2 separate regions of the Mus musculus genome follow, and region 1 is linked to region 2. Evidence: chromatin contacts called from public HiChIP or PLAC-seq data. All regions are on one chromosome and are shown on one strand. Each heading gives the region's core, a stretch centred on a gene start, on an enhancer-like site or on the middle of the called end of the contact. The rest is flanking DNA. Distances are from core to core; before and after follow the strand shown.

The links. HiChIP or PLAC-seq counts read pairs in DNA pulled down with a chosen protein or histone mark.
Region 1: an H3K27ac HiChIP or PLAC-seq map of SST interneurons shows a contact between it and region 2, with 4 times the contacts expected there. The contact joins two enhancer-like sites. A contact is called at or near these places in 2 of 115 datasets of contacts at active chromatin or transcription factors (SST interneurons and astrocytes).

What each region holds. Positions count from the first base shown.
Region 1 is chr4:6,028,879-6,032,186 of GRCm38.p6, reverse strand. No RefSeq gene overlaps it. Among named protein-coding and RNA genes, the nearest start is that of Ubxn2b, 160 kb to the left of the region's middle. Within about 2 kb of position 1,421, at least 5 of the 459 cell types and tissues checked have an H3K27ac peak or open chromatin away from gene starts, as enhancers often do. A contact at or near this core is called in SST interneurons, where this site is marked.
Region 2 is chr4:5,676,703-5,679,808 of GRCm38.p6, reverse strand. All of the region lies in intron 1 of Fam110b (family with sequence similarity 110, member B), which reads right to left. Among named protein-coding and RNA genes, the nearest start is that of Gm24337, 9.5 kb to the left of the region's middle. Within about 2 kb of position 1,273, at least 55 of the 459 cell types and tissues checked have an H3K27ac peak or open chromatin away from gene starts, as enhancers often do. A contact at or near this core is called in SST interneurons, where this site is marked.

The sequences.
Region 1 (3,308 bases), core at 172-2,671, 350 kb before region 2:
AGATGTCATCAAAATGCACATGGGACTCTAACAGTTTATGATTCTTTTTTCTTTTTTTTTTTTTTTTTTGTTTTTTTTTTACACTTACTCACATGCTTGCTGATGAAGAGATGACTATGTTTGAGATCAAATGGTTTCATCTTTCCCTGTAAGATTAAGTGTTAGAACAAGCAGCTGTGAGGCATGCATGCTGGGAAATTCTCCTGGGGATGATTTGCTGCTCTGTCTCAGGGAGGCTAGGACAGAGTATGCAGTATAACGATGGAAGGCGGCAGCTGTGGTGTGGGACTCATGAGATCCCAGAAAAAGGGAACTTCTTTAATAGCCAACCATGGACTCTGATGAGTCAGTCCTGGGCTGCTGAAGAACTTGATATTCATCCATAAAACTTAGCATTTTAGGAGAATATGTAGATGTCAAATCTCAAGCCATGCTTACTGATAGGAATTTAAAAAGAATTGGTCTTTGAGAATATTGAGACAGCTTAGCAATTAAAAGCATGTACTGCCCTTGTAGTACTACCACAGGGTCGTATCCAACATCCATTCTGGGCTACCCAATAGCCCCCGTAACTCAATCCCCAGGGGTACTTGTGTGATATTCTGTCTTCTGTGGGCAACTGTACTCATGTGTACATGTATACTCTTAGATATGATTAATAATAAAATATTTTAGGCTCAATGAAGTTGAGTTTTATGTCTTTCAAAGTATGAGTCTTGAAAACTCTGGGCCCTAGAGCTAAGTTTGTAGGTGTGTGTGTGTGTGTGTGTGTGTAATAGTTCACGTGCTGTGTGTTTGTATGGACTTTCTTGAATTGAGAATGGAAGTCCTTCAGAGTCTATGCAAAGTGACATTTGTGACTTGTGATTTTAAAAATGCCAAATGCAGTTAATATGTAGATACCAGAAAAGGCACAATCAGGATTAGAAGTAGAACAGAAAAGAAGTTATTTTAAAAAGCCCGAAAACAGACAGTAACAGGTGTACCTGGTGACAGCAAAAGAGATTAGAAAGTGAATGCCTTCAGGGTGGTTTTTGAAAATAAATTTGAAAGGTTCAGAGTGATGCAGCAAGGAAGCCCTGAGATGTGTCAGAGATGACTGGAGGCTTTAGCCTAAAACCACATCAAACACAGAGGGGTTGCTCACTGAACAGGAGAGGGCTCAGACATTCCCACCATTTTAAAGGTAAGGATATAAGGGCTGTTATTTTGAAACTGTCAGGTCTGAAATGTCAACGTTTTATCGCAACAGTTGAGATTTTTGAGGAAATAATTGGATATATGAGTCCAAATTTTAGGATGACAATCTGCCTGAATTGAATTAATGTTTTCTAGCTGAATGAAATGAATACTGAATGGATTCCTGCAATCTCAGTTCCATTCTACAGGGGGAAAAAGAATATCTGAGTCTATTTCAAGCAGGAATGAATATGCATGCTCACACCATTAGCATCAATGACATCCAGAAGCATGAATCTTGAATCACAGAGTAAATACACACAGAAGTCACAGCCCATAGCTTTGTGGGAGGATACAAAAGGAGACTGATGATGAGTGAAGGAGTCACCAGGTGGCTGATATATGCATCAAATACCACCATCTGCCAAGTAACAAGAGACCCAGAAATAGCCTGGACACAGTAAGTCCCTGGTGACAATGTCCAGAACAGTTTTGGTGGCATAGAGTGGATGAAAAGTTAGGTTATATGTGATTAAGAGAGAACTGAAGGAAAGAAACACAAACCATCAGGCACTGACAGCTTAAGTTCAGTATCAAAAATCACTAAGACTCTAGAAAACTGGGATTACTTAGCCTAAAATGCTGGTGGCCACATATCAAGGGCATCATGGGGCAACACAGAAAGCGGGTTGTTAGAAATTTGGGACTGAAATTTAAGGCAGCGAAGCTACATGGAAGCAGGGACGATTCTGGCCTTGGATAACTCGAAAAACTTTACTTTCAGAGAAGAACAGAAGACTGGGTCAAAAACCTATAGTTAGTGAAAAAGTAGCACTCATGCGTCCTAGGAAAGCTGTCGTTCCGGTAACGCAATGGCTTCACGTTCAGTGATGCTGGGCTCTCGTTTATTGTAGCTGCATTCTCGGCTGTAGTTAACAAGAAAGCACAGAGTCTTACATTAGCTCTGGTCAAGTCTTTGCTTCCTTCTGAAGCTTCGTAATCCTGGTCTCCATCATCTACATTGCTCTTAGCATTTCTATTTTCCAAGTCCCCACAACAGCTCATGAAACTCTGAGTACTCAGTACATTTGCAACTCAACTTTACAAATATTTCCCCAATCCTTCCCAAATGAACATGACTAGCTTTGTCACAGCAATGTCATGGAACTGGGACCAACTTCTCTTCCAGTTAGGTTGATATTGCAGTGATTATGGTCATGGCTGTCATAGGGTTTCTATTGCTGTGATCAAACACCACAACCAAAAGCAGCGAGGGGAGGCAAAGATTTACTTCATCTCACCTGTCCATCACTAAGCGACGTTGAGCTGGAGCTCAAGAAAAGATCCTGTAGTCAGGAACTGAAATAGAAACCATGGAGGAATGTCTTTACTGGCTTGCTACTCATGGTTTGGTCAGTTTACATGCTCATCTACCTCAGGTCCATCCTCCCAGAGATAGAACTGCCCACAATGTGCTGGAACCTTCTAAACCAATTATCGATCAAGAAAATCCCCAAAAGGTTTGCCTGTAGGCTACTCTTACGTAGATATTTTTGCAATTGAGGTTCCTTCTTCTCAGATGACCTTACCCTGTGTCAATTGGACAATAAATTGGACAATTGTCTAGTCTTCTCTGAGCCATCTTGTAGCGCTTAGCCATCAAATGCTCCACAGACTTGGCTTTTCTGGTTGAGGTTTCTCTTCCCAAGTTTAGGTTGCACGAGCTGACAGAAACAGTGGTGTTCTGTAGTTCTGAGTTTCACACAATGACTTTGCTTTTTATCGGTGCTTCAATAACATGATGGTTATACCCAGCTCTGTCAGATTTTGATGTTCTGTGAAGAACCATAATTGCTAGGCTACCTCTGAAGTCAGTTGGAATGCTTGTCTCCTCTAATTGATATTGCTAAATGTGACCCATGCCTTGTTTGAAAAAATGACCATGTGTTGTGCTCTTCTTTGTCAACTTCTCAACTTTAAGGCTCAGCTTACTGGAAATTAATATGGAGCATTTCAAATTTTATAAATTAGACAAAGAATCAATTAAAACTATGTTGGAATGTTTTACTTGTTCATAGAACACACTTCATGATCCATTTCAGAAAAACTGATCAATTGACACCTAAGAA
Region 2 (3,106 bases), core at 24-2,523:
GAAAAATGTAACTATCTGCATCCTGCAATCAGTAGAGCATAAACTGTGTACACATACAGGCTGTATCTAAATGGGAAATGCATTCATGTTATACAAAGACCTTGTATATACGGAGGGAAGGTGATTTTATCTAGCACTTTGGTGCACCTGTATTTTTACTGTGAAATAGGACAGGAATAGAAAAAAATTGCTCCTCTTGGACCTGCCATGCCAGGTCTCAGGTCTAGGGAAATGTCTGCATAGTAACTCTCTGGGGAGTAGTATGGTTGCTGCTGTGCTAACCCCGTGAGTAATTCTATTCTAACATTCCTGAGTGGGAAGAATAAATACAAACATAAAGTAGGTTCAGATAACTTAGGAAAGGCTGCTGTAAGCAAATGGCCACGTCAGTACACAGACGAGAGCATTCCTTTCAGGGACAGCCGGGGTGAGGAAGGAAGAAGGTACTTGAGTAGCTGCTGGCCTTGGTCAGACCAGCACCAGAAGCCTCTGAACTGAGGTGGGGATGACATTCTCAGATGGGTTCTCCTCCAGCCCCTTCCATGCAACCAGACGGCTGTAGGGAGGGTTAAGGTATGTGTGTCCCAAACACTGGGCCCTGAAAGGACTCCACACGTGTGTGCTGAATAAATACAGAAAATAAAGGAAGCAAATAGAAGGGCAGGAGGGAAGGAGGGGAAAAAAGAAAGAGAAAATAAATGAAACTAAAAAAATAAGGATACCAAGACTCCATTCAGCACATAAAAGAATGTCTTTACTTACGGGTGGATTTATATGTGAGTTTAATAATACATTTTAAAATACGGTTACCTTTAATTTCACTTCTAGGCCATAGAGTCCTGGAAGCTTTTGATTCAAGACTCAGAAAAGATAGGACTGACGTTCTCAGTGTCCAGCTCGGGATTTCTGAAAAGAGATGGACATAGACTAAACATCCTGCTGACCAATGAGAGGGATGTCAAAGAGCACTGAGATGAAACCAGTTTTCATTGAATAACAGAAGGCACTGCATTCCCTAAGACTCTGAGGGGATATATGGGTTGGAGGCCCTGCTCAAACTGAGCTGCTATAGCAGGCTTTAAATTGGTTTGAGGAAACAACAAAATCAGAAAATGGGTGCTCAAGCAGCCCCAAGGGACCCGAGAATCACCCTGGGATTCCCAGGCCTCCAACGCAGCATCCCTTGGAGAACGCTGGGATTAGGCTTTAGCTCCTGGGACTGGGTGAGCAGGAAGGAGCTGCTAAGACACCAGAGCAGAGCTCCTCAAAGGAAAGGGAGCTTGTACTTTGAGAACTCAGTTCTTGTAAAGGGAGAAAGGAGTGTATTTGTTACAGCTGTCCCTGTGCCCCAAACGCCACACTGACCTGGCCTCAGACGAGTGTTCCTGTACAGCTGTAGGCAGCTGTGGGTTAGGCCATTCTCAGGAAAGAAAGAAAGGGAAGAAAAAAAAAAAAAAAAAGCTTTGATTGGACATGTGGCTGGCCCTAACCAACATGCTGCATTTTTAAAAACTGGTGAGAAACTGAGGCTCCCTAAGGGAAGTGGTTTCCCACATCTACTCCATGTGAGACTGCTTTCACTGTGTTTGGGGATGGCTGGATGAATCATGAAAGCAATGTTTATCCAGACATCTGGCAGCTCACAAGAAGACTCGGTGCTGGAAATTTTAACTCTCTCTTCCTCCCACATCTGCCTTTGTCAGATGCCACAGTAGCAAAGGACTGCATCTTTCAAAGTGAGAGGCAGCATGAAGCAGAGAAATTCTGGCTGCACAGACATCTTCTCTACTGAGAGGCACTTTCCATGCATGGATAGAAAAATAATTAGTATCTGAGGAATTACTTGAAATCGTAACGTATAATGGTTAAGGAACACACCACTGGGGTCTCTGCCAGACTCCCAGCTACCATGTGTATCTTTCTGGACGGAGGCATGGTGAATACTGCACATAAAGTTTATATTAGTAAGCCTGTGCATTGTGACCTAGATTTATATGGCTTCAAAAAGTGCAGAGAAAGCCTGAAAATGTCTACTTTAATAACAACTAAGAATAATCCATCCCCCTCCATCCAACTATCACCTGCAAACCTTTCCGCACTGTCTGCTTCAGTTTGATTACGCAGTGATGCGGAGCAAAAGCGCAGAGTAGATCTCAGCACTAAATTGAACAGAAATGATGACTGAACTTGTGTGCCTCCCTTTGCTTCCTTGATATGTGAAATGTAATGACACTGTTTTACATGGGATTCCAGGGATTTAAGTCAATAAAATCATATACTTTTAGAATTATATTAGAGCACTTTAAATATGCGTGAAGTCTGAGTTCAGTTTAATTTGTTGTGATCTAAAGTAAAATAAATGGTTTTGCACTATGCAATTTTGCAACCAGTGGGGTTTTGTTTGTTTGGGGGATTTTTTTGGGCTCAATTTCTTTTTCATATTTATTATTATTATTGCCTACTTTCATGCTTTTGAAGAGAAAAAATAAACAGCTAAATTCCATCATAATTTAGTGATATTAGAGTCCCACAGTTTTGGCTGAGATGAGGAATAACATAAGTAAAGAAATCCAGTTTATCTTCAGAGTAGCCACGTGAAATCAAAACCATCCCAGTAAAATAACCAACATCATATATCCCTGAGCCTTAGAGACCCTATGGTTATGTGCACAGCTAAGACATTTTTACTGAGGAGATGAAAGCCCAGAGTAGTTATGTGCCCATTTCAAAGCCACACAGCACACCTCTGGTACCAGTCTTCCTACACGCCAATTTAGTACTCTATTACATCACAGTTGATCTCTAATTTCCACAAAGCTCTGAAAAGCTTAATATTGTGTCTATTTTAGTGTCAAGTAAAAATGTGCTATGAATATTTAAGGCATCTTGATATCATTAGGCAACTTAGTCACTATAGTATAAGCTACATTTTTGTTCTACTGTTTATATTAGCTGATGTGCTGAAGCCCCATGGGAAACTAAAGTAAAATGTGGGATATTCTAGACTCCGGTAATCCAAAACTACAATTTCTCTCTTGTTCATAGGCAGAACATAATGATAGGGTTTGCTAAAGCACAATTTCGAGTGATTTTATAGCCATCCATC